Regions from separate parts of the Bombyx mori genome. Here region 2 is linked to region 1. Evidence: chromatin contacts called from public Hi-C data. All regions are on one chromosome and are shown on one strand. Each heading gives the region's core, a stretch centred on a gene start, on an enhancer-like site or on the middle of the called end of the contact. The rest is flanking DNA. Distances are from core to core; before and after follow the strand shown.

Region 1 (5,116 bases), core at 1,633-4,132:
AGCCGTTTCTGTGATAACTAAGCCGATCCGAAGTCTTTTTGTTCGTAATTTGTAAGTTGATTCGATTGATTAAATATTTCAATGAATGTATGCGATGAGATAGTTTTTACCTCACATACAGACAGCTGTCACCACAGCGCCATGAGTAGTAAGTAAGATGGTAAGGAACACAAGTGGCCCTTGCAATTCAAACAGTCCACACTTTTCTAATTCCAATAATTCGAAATGAGTATTAACTAATTCATAACAAACAAACGTTTTGAGCGATTCGCGTGTTATTTTAAACTACCCTCTTGAGCCTTCGAACCGTAAGTCGAAGTGTTTTGACGGAGGCATCTATGGCATTGGATTGGGTCGACAAACGCATCCGGACTCGACCAGAACGTAGTCTTGTCCCGTGAAGGTCACAGGCCCCAGGGGAAGGACCAGGAACAAATAGGGGACGTACGTCTGCGTGCACGTGCCTCGTATTACTGAACATTCGCTGGATCTGTAAAGAGAATTTATAATTAATATCTAATAAATATATTTTTTATCGTAATTATCGAAGTATGATTTCTTGAGACACTAGATAAGTAAGTAAGTAGTTAGTGGTGGTAGGACCTCTTGTGAGTCCGTACGGGTAGGTACCACCGTCCTTTTTTTTGGTATCGGTGGGGAATCCCAGTCTTTACGGATAGCCTGCCGACGGGAGTCGGACTCCGCGCCTCCAGTTGAAAAAGACATAGGAGACTACGCCTTTAGAAAGGCGCGCTGGGCTAAGTTCGGCTCTCGCCAAACCCGCCCAGCTTAACGACTACCGACTAAGCCCCAACGTGCTCCTCCACTCCGGCTGGGCGGGGACCCAGGTACCGCCATGTGCGCGCCATAAGGTACCACCGCACCGCCTATTTCTGCCGTGAAGCAGTAATGCGTTTCGGTCTGAAGGGCGGGGCAGACGTTGTAACTATATTGAGACCTGAGAACTCATATCTCAAGGTGGGTGGCGGCATTTACGTCGTAGATGTCTATGGGCTCCAGTAACCACTTAACACCAGGCTAAGTTTAGATAGGAAACAAAACAAAAATTTTGAAATTAGAATCGATTTTGCGATTTTGTTTGGAGCATTTTTTTAGTGACAACTGTCGATATTACGATAAATGTGTCTAGTTTAGCATTAAAAAAGTTGTGTTTGAGTTTACCGTGTATTTTTCCTACCTAAGCTGATAGCCTTGAGAGGCTACTTCAGCGGAACCTTAACTAGTAAGTGAGCTCACGGGGCTCAAACCTGACGACGTTGCTAACACGAACCCTAGCAAGATCCGTGCTTCGCAGAATTTACCACCGGATCGGAAACGCGACGCACTGAGAAGATCCGACGAGAAACTCAGTGGGCTGTGTCTGAGGGTTAATTTACTCGCCGAGCGCTTCGTCGCTTGCGACGAGTTCGACGAGGACGGTGACTGGTGCTTGAGGTACCTAAAAGCACCGTTAGTGGATCAGGAGGATCCGAAATGACGTGTTTGGGGCGACGTCGAGTGCTTTCCATTCTTTCCGCAGGATCGTGAATGTAGTTACCGGCGGCCACGATGAGAGGGTTCTCATGTCGTGCCGCTTTATCGAAGTGGATTTACCGTGAAATTCTTATATTGCCATTAGATTAACATAGTAAATACTCACTCGCATACTTCAAAGACGACCTGCTGAAGCAGATCCGGAAACTTTTGAACTATGGTGACCGGTTGGCCAGAAGTCAAAGACACCCCGTACATCGGAGCAGTTGTGTTGTAACGGGTCTTGCAGAGACGGCCACCGCCGCAGGTGTTACCGGCTTGTGCGGACGACGGTATCGTTGGTAAATTAACCGCTCGACCTGAAAAACAAATGGCTCTACTTTTAAAACATTTCTTCTTACTCTTCTTACTTCTTATTCTTCTTCTACTTTTAAAGATTTTTTTTCTTTATACAGTAATAACGCATAATGTTGGATGAGATGGTTGTTATTTCAAAACAATTGGGTCTTCAAGTCAGTGGTCTAGTTTTCGCTCAGCTTGGCCCGGAATTCTTAAAGGATCTTTCATATTGGACAGAGAGTCGTGACTTCTATATATAACCAAAATACGGACAGCACACACTTTAAGAGTTGAGCGTCGCTTGGATTTTATCGCTCTAGCGCGTAGGTCCTTGAAGTTTCTTTACTTCCACTTTATCCGTTATGCAGAGTTTCTCGAGCCATTATCTTTCTTCTCCCTGTAGTTTACGTAAAAGCTAATCGAAAAAAATAGCTTTAAAAAAAATTTCCGTTTTGGAAGTGTTACTTTTAATCAATTTCTCATTGTAGTATCCTTCCTGTACTTCCCTACTTCGAATATAAAATATTTATCCGCTTTTTTTTACCTACGGGTAGGTGAGCTCACGGGCTGAACCTGAGAGAGTTTGCTAACACTAGCCCTAGCAAGTGCAGTACTTCGCAAAATCTACCACCGGATCGGAATCGCGACCCACTGAGAAGATCCGGCGAGAAACTCAGTGGGCCGATTTATCTGCCAAACGATTGTTTCGCATAATAACAAAGTTTTTACTGGTGGTAGGACCTCTTGTGAGTCCGCCACTCTGCCTATTTCTGCCGTGAAGCAGTAATGCGATTCGGTTTGAAGGGTGGGGCAGCCGTTGTAAATATACTGAGACCTTAGAACTCATGTCTCAAGGTAGGTGGCGCATTTACGTTATAGATGTCTATGGGCTCCAGTAACCACTTAACACCAGGTGGGCTGTGAGCTCGTCCACCCATCTAAGCAACAAAAAAAAAACTTACCGGTTCTATTATTAGCAGTCTGAGCGCTAGTCGAGCCTTCAGAATACGAGCTATGAGCGTCCAGGAGCGCTCGTCTCATGATGGCTGGGTCCAGTGTCCGCGCGGCTCTCCCCTGTCGGGACGACTGACTCCAAGGACCAGATTTGATGGCTCGGTTTATAAGATGTCTGTAACATTCACGGACAAAATGCCAGGTTAGTATTTTAAAATTGCTCTTTACTATGGAAGCTTGTATTGTATGGTAGATCATATTCTGTGCCCACATAGATCGGATCAGTATCATATAGGTGGTGACTTAATTGAGAATAATTTTGAAAGAGCTAGCCATTACTGATAGTCAGGGGCTAAAAAGAGGTAAGCCCATACAGGTTTTACCCTGAGAAAAAATGAGCTAGAATACTTGTGAAGGTTTCGTATCTAGCAGGTTTTTTTTTATTGTATTAAGTATAAATATATCCTAACGCCGATAACATAATATGTTTCATCTTTGACGATACTTTCTACGACCGAAAATCGAACCCGTCGGAAAACATCCACCAAACGAAATCTTTCAATATAAGTTTACCGACTTCAAAACTGATGGATCGGTATACAAACAGTAATTTAATTACTTTGGCCTCACTAGTTTGGTTGGAAATGTTATTAAAACGGGTTTTTATTTATTTATATATATTAGTAGATAAATAAATAGGTATATAATCATCAAAAGGATAATTGAAATAATCTTACTTCTAGACTTTTTTCAGCTATATTTAAACGACTACAAGAGCCGACAATATCAGTTCGCTTGAATGTCGCTGCCGCCACAGACGTGGACACAAATTTTCGCATATAGCAAAATCAACAACCAGATTACGCAAAATCAAAAAAACTTTTCGATTTTACTTTTAGTGCTCGATTTTTATTCTTTCATAAAAATTGTTCGTTTTAATTAGGTTTTATTTATTTATTAAAAAAATGATACCTGCCTTGACTTAGCATCTGAAGGCTATAATAGTCGCGCCACTAAATTCACCGGCCATCTTACATAAACAAAAAGGCTTCAGACGAAATTTTCTTTCAAAATTTAGAACAGCTCTCTCCTTTCAACGACATCACTCCAGCCTCAAAAATATTAACTACGAATTCACCGTGTTCATCCAAGCCGAACATACAAGCAAACATGACAATGCAATCTAAAACCCGTTACTCCATTTCAGTACGATACTGTGGGAACGTTCTCAGCGCTTGTCCGCAACTTCCTTGCACTTGTCGTAATTACACTAATGTCGTTCTCGACGTTTACAATGCGTAACGGAACGTGAACTTGATTTGGCGCGTTCGTTTATTCTGTTCGCCATCTTGTTTTTCGATTCGATTGTTTGAAAGTTTTTGGTAGATGCCACATTTTTTTAGATCGGTAAATGAACATTAATTACCGGAATTTATTAGGATATCCACCACTTCAGTCAAATTTGCTTGCCCGACCTAGTAAATGCTTATGCTAAAAACCTAGACTAGTAATATAAATACCCATCTACTTAGTTAGCTATTTATTTTTTCTCATTCAGATTGCAAGCTTTGATACGGAGTGTCAGTAAGGGTTTCCCAAAGCAGGTAAGCAGTAGTAGGATCGTAAAGGCTAAATTTAATTCTTTGTTATATTATTCAAACAACCATTTCAGACTAACATTTAATATATTTATTAGATTTAAAACATTTATTTAAATAATATTAATCATTTATTCAGACAAATACTATATATAGTGAAGGAAGTCAATTATATTCTAACGTAAGCGCATAATATAATAATAATCATTTTATTGACTTACATTAGAATGCTCAATTTGAGGCGACAAATATTGAGATACCTTATTTTATTCTTAAGTTTAAGCATTCATCTAATGAATGACACACTGATAACAAACAAATTACTGAACACCCGTGAACACACTTTACTAATTTATAATATTTAAATAATTCATCAAAATAGAGTTCTTTATATTAAAGTATAAATTTAGTTGAAAGGAAGGCATAAGTCAAGTCTAAAAGGACATTAGTCATATTAAAATCAGTACAATCATGTTACAGAGAGAAGCAACTCTTTCTTCAGAGCGTCAATGTGTCCTCAATGACTCATTTCAAAAGTCACATAACTTTTCTATTTATTCTGGGCACTAATTTAATATACAAGGAAATCATCGCAAGATACCTAAGATCAACAGAGGTTGATGTAACTATACTTTTAAAAATCCATTTAAGGTACATAATAATATTATCTTAGTAAGGTTCAATAAAAGGGTAGGCAAACACTAATAGTTTTCTAGTCTAATTGGGTAATT
Region 2 (4,852 bases), core at 1,122-3,621, 45 kb before region 1:
GCTCACAAGTTTGACGGTTGTATCCCAACTGGCGCTCAGCAAATGGCCTCTGGGCCAATCAACGGAACACACTTCACTGGTATGCGCCCGGAGAACTCTCAAAGGAGCTGCACAACCGACCCTCCAAACAATCACTGTGCCATCACCGGCCCCACAGGCAGCCGTATTGTCTGAGCTGCCTGACCAAGTCTGGAAAAGAAACATGTAGCCTGTTGTCTCACAATATTTCTAACATTTTCGGAAATCACAGTAGATCACAGTGATCATAAATCTTTTTTTTTATTGCCCTTGTAGGCAGCGGTTAGATGGCTCTGCCCCTGGCATTGCTGAAGTCCATGGACGACGGTAACCACTCACCATCAGGTGGGCTGTATGCTCGTCTGCCTACAAGGGCAATAAAAAAAAGGCAGACTAGCATACGGCCCACCTGATGGTGAGTGGTTACCGTCGCCCATGGACTTCAGCAATGCCAGGGGCAGAGCTAAGCTGCTGCCCACCGCTATCAACTCTGCCTCTCAACGATTTATGAGTAGGTATCCATCCTCTCCATTGTATGAGTATTCATTTTTGTAATGAAACAAAATGAACATAGTTTCTTCACCTACACCTTTCCAGTAGTATTTGCAATTTGAAATATTATGACATGAAAAATACAGTAAAAGATCTCAAATGTAATTAAATAAATAGCAGCCTGCAAAAGTGAAGATCCCACTATGATGTCTTAATAACAATCAGGACTAAAGTATACATGCTCATACTTTGTTGTAAAATTAACAACTAGCGAATCCAGCTATGCTCACATATTTTATAGATGGATATGGGTTCACTACATCCATTTTTTTACTAACTTTGATACTACTCTGCCATAGACTATACCTGAAGTAATAAGATTTAAATTTCTCAAATCGTAAAAGAATAGTTATATAAATGAATGTGTTATGTCAACACTAAAAGCTTTAAATCTATAATAAATTAATTGAACAAAACTTAAAGCACGAGCTTAATGAGAACTTTGCAATATTACAGAATTAATGTTAAAATTGGTCAAGCAAAACACCCCTTTTAAACATAACAAACAAGGGTAATTTTATCTTATACATAACTCAAATTAACCTTTCTTCGAGTAATTTTACCGCTATCTAAATGTATTATATGTGATCCTGTTAGTGGCAATGAAAACAATTTTACACGTAAGTGACTTACATGGCTTCCTCGTGTGACCGTTAATGTGTTTGTGAAACTAGTATCATTCATTAATCTAAGATTCATTCTTTGGCGAAACAAACTAAGACAAATTTTTTTTCATTTTAGATTTGATTGCATTTTCTTAATTTTGAAAATGATTGAAGAAAGTTTATCTATTGGTCATAATATAGCATAGTAACACAGATAGGTACTTTCCTGCCTAAACTGCTACAGAGTAGGCAACAATAATATAATTGAAACTTTATGCTGTTGTCTCAGGGTACATTATTCGGAATATTAATTCAAAGGCCCCGATAACCATTAAGCAAGAGAGGTAAGCCATCATCGGATGAACTTATCCAACACAATAAAAATTTACATCCTTCGTTTTTTTATTTCTGATTTAATATTTGAATTTCGAATCTATCCACTATATTTGGTCATGTGGAATAGGTCTTAAAATGTAGAAAACAAAAAACTTAGTTCTGTTTCAGTTCAAAATGGCAATCAGCTTCTTGCCATGTCAGAATTGCCCTTGTCAAGTTTAAGATTCAATTCTTATTTTTATAGAAAAAACTGTAAGCAGGCACTTAAAAAATAAGGTATTATTTGTTGAACTTCTATGGTGTGGATGAATGATACACTTACAATTTCCTTAAGATACTATGGATTAAAAGATTAAAATTCCTTATTTATTTACTTGAAATTTCTGTTAAGCTATTTACCACATCGAAAAGTCCATCGCTCCACTCTAATTTCTGAACTTCGATCAAGGTCCCGCCATCAGGAGCAAGCTCTAAGAAGAACAAGGTTCCTCCGCCTGCCAATCCGTAATACTGGCTGGTGGCAACTGCCAGTGCATCAGGCCGAGTCCGAGAGAACCTGACGCTATATCCATGACGACCAGGCGTCAGAAATGTTGGCATGCTGAGAGTATAGCTAAACAAAAATTTATTAAATAAAAAATGATTCTGTTTTTTTATATTTAAATAATAATAACTTACTTTTACTATTTTACATTGTTCACCCTATTCATAGCAATCGTATTGGTTTTCTATCGAATTCTAATAAGTACTTTTATTGCTCTCATAAATGTTAAATAAAATTAAATAGTTCAAATCGAAACATAACCTTTTGATTCTGTTCTTGTCAAACAAAACGTCATTTGAGTGACGTACTCTTCGTTTGGGAAGTGTTGGGGTAACATTATCGATTAGGAAAGAGTATGCGTCAATGATAATCTTGTTAGATCGCTTACAGTTAAAATCCAATTAGTACTACTTATATCTGCATGAAACCTAACATTACCGGTATAAATAAGCTGGAATTTCCTATACCACTCATTTCTGGTGACAGCTTCAAACAATACATTCCACTACTTAATAAATTCTAGTCAATCCCATAATTCAATCTTTTATACGTTTTCAATTCATTTTACATTTATTTATTTTATCTCATCTCTTATTCAATACAAAATGTTAGATCTTATATCTCTGGTGTTGGTAGTTGCTGTTAAAGTGTTTAAGAAAACAACTCCAAATGGAAAAGTCACGGTTTACCTTGGCAAGCGCGACTTCATTGATCATGTGGATTATTGCGATCCTGTCGATGGAGTAGTGGTCGTTGACACCGAATATCTGAAAGGCAGAAAAGTTTATAGTCAGGTACAAAAAAGTGCAATGTGTTCTGTGCAGTGCTAAAATTTCGTTCGTGCTTATTAATTGGATGGATTTTCTATCATGCAGTTGGTGACAACATACCGCTACGGTAGAGAGGAAGATGAAGTGATGGGAGTGAAATTTTCCAAGGAAATGGTGATTGGACAAGAACAAGTCGTGCCTCTGGTCAATTCCAAAATGGAACTAACACCTGTCCAAGAAAAGTTGCTTAAGAAACTTGGTCCTAATGCTTATCCTTTCACTTTTAATTTCCCTGAAATGGCACCCAGCTCGGTAAGTTTAAAAGTATAAAGAAAAAGATTGGGCATAAATTAAACAAACAGTTCTTTGTTAATTTACAAATCTAATTCGGATAGGTGACACTGCAACCTGCTGAAGAAGATCAAGGCAAACCAATGGGCGTAGATTACTCCGTGAGAACGTATGTTGCCGAGCAAGAAGACCAGAAAAGTCATAAGAGGAGCTCCGTGACTCTCGCTATTAAAAAAGTATTTGTCTAACATGAAACAAAATAAAAGATTGTTATTTTTCAAATGATTTAAGCTGATTCACTTTATTTATTTCAGTTACAACACGCTCCGATAACTCGCGGACGTCGCCTTCCAAGCTCGCTGGTCAGCAAAGGATTCACCTTCAGCAATGGCAAGATTAATCTCGAAGTAACTCTGGATCGTGAAATTTACTATCATGGAGAGAAAATTGCAGCTAACGTGATCGTTTCCAACAACTCAAGAAAATCCGTCCGTAACATTAGATGTATGGTTGTGCAGCATGTCGAAATTACGATGATCAACTCTCAATTCAGCCGCCATGTCGCTTCTCTTGAGAGTCGTGAAGGATGCCCCGTGACACCTGGAGCTAGCCTATCTAAGACTTTCTACATGGTACCTTTGGCTCGTAACAGCAAGGATGTCCGCGGTACAGAATATTAATAATTTCAGAAAATCACTTGCGATAGCGGCTTCATTGGATTGAACTAATTCGTAATTATTTTCAAAATTTTTGCAGGTGTGGCCCTGGATGGCCATCTCAAAGAAGACGACGTGAACTTGGCTAGTTCGACTCTTGTTGCTGAAGGTAAATGTCCTGCTGACGCCATTGGTATCGTGGTGTCTTACTCTGTGCGAGTGAAGTTGAACTGTGGAACTCTTGGAGGAGAACTGGTTACTGATGTGCCATTCAAACTGCTGCATCCTGCTGAAGGTAACCATAGAATCAATTATGAAAAATAGTACTAGCTACATGAAACTAGCTTAAATTACTGTAATTTTACAGGCACTGTTGAGCGTCAACGTTTCAATGCAATGAAGAAGATGCAGTCTATTGAGAGACATCGCTATGAAAATACTCTTTACACTAATGAAGAGGAAGACAACATTGTTTTCGAGGATTTTGCTCGTCTTCGAATGAATGAACCCGAATAAATATGCGAAGGCTAAATTTAAAGCCGCATCCCTTCATGCCATCGATAATCCACAATCGATTTTCACAAACCACTAGTCATTACACAATTATTATTTATCATTTCATACCAAAATATACCCTATTTATCAAAAAAATCCATACATTTATCAAATAATATAAAGTATTTGATCTTTCAAATTTGAATAGCTATGTCTAAATCAGTAATCGCTTTAGTAAAAATACTATCTATTTTAATAAAAATATTATCTATTTATTAAAAAAATCTTACCTTTATTGTATGTCCCAACTATTTAAAAATAAAAATCACCAGAAAAACGGGTTATAATTTCACATAAAATCCTAACAACCTCAATTCAAGGACGAACTAGCGACTACTGTATCTAACACGATACTGATAACATGATTGCGTTTAGCGTATTCAACACAACATTTGCATACGCCTTTGTTACATCGATTAAGAATGGGGATGTGTCGCCGCCCTATCCGAGACATTTAGATCTTTTGTCCGGTCGAAATGTAGAGGGTAAGAAATGATAAGTCGTAACTACGTGTGATAGTAACCA

The links. A called contact is a pair of places that touch in the nucleus more often than the background predicts.
Region 2: a contact with region 1 is called in a Hi-C map of whole pupa, with 2.2 times the contacts expected there. The contact joins the promoter of LOC101742049 here to the enhancer-like site in region 1. A contact is called at or near these places in 2 of 7 Hi-C or Micro-C datasets (both in whole pupa).

Annotation. Positions count from the first base shown.
Region 1 is chr22:16,703,232-16,708,347 of ASM3026992v2, reverse strand. LOC101742676 reads right to left here. Exons shown (of 5, transcript XM_004924240.5): 3 at 2,796-2,962; 4 at 1,661-1,853; 5 at 1-490. The coding sequence ends at 337. Among protein-coding and RNA genes, the nearest start is that of CPR78, 13 kb to the left of the region's middle. Within about 2 kb of position 2,882, at least 4 of the 8 cell types and tissues checked have open chromatin away from gene starts, as enhancers often do.
Region 2 is chr22:16,747,585-16,752,436 of ASM3026992v2, reverse strand. It overlaps LOC101742049 (arrestin homolog), which reads left to right and starts at 2,371. Exons shown (of 6, transcript XM_004924236.5): 1 at 2,371-2,849; 2 at 2,931-3,137; 3 at 3,221-3,352; 4 at 3,431-3,782; 5 at 3,873-4,067; 6 at 4,140-4,604. The coding sequence starts at 2,661. The coding sequence ends at 4,288. It overlaps LOC101742196 (peroxisomal targeting signal 2 receptor), which reads right to left and starts at 2,352. Exons shown (of 8, transcript XR_005246006.2): 1 at 2,190-2,352; 2 at 1,911-2,124; 3 at 7-189.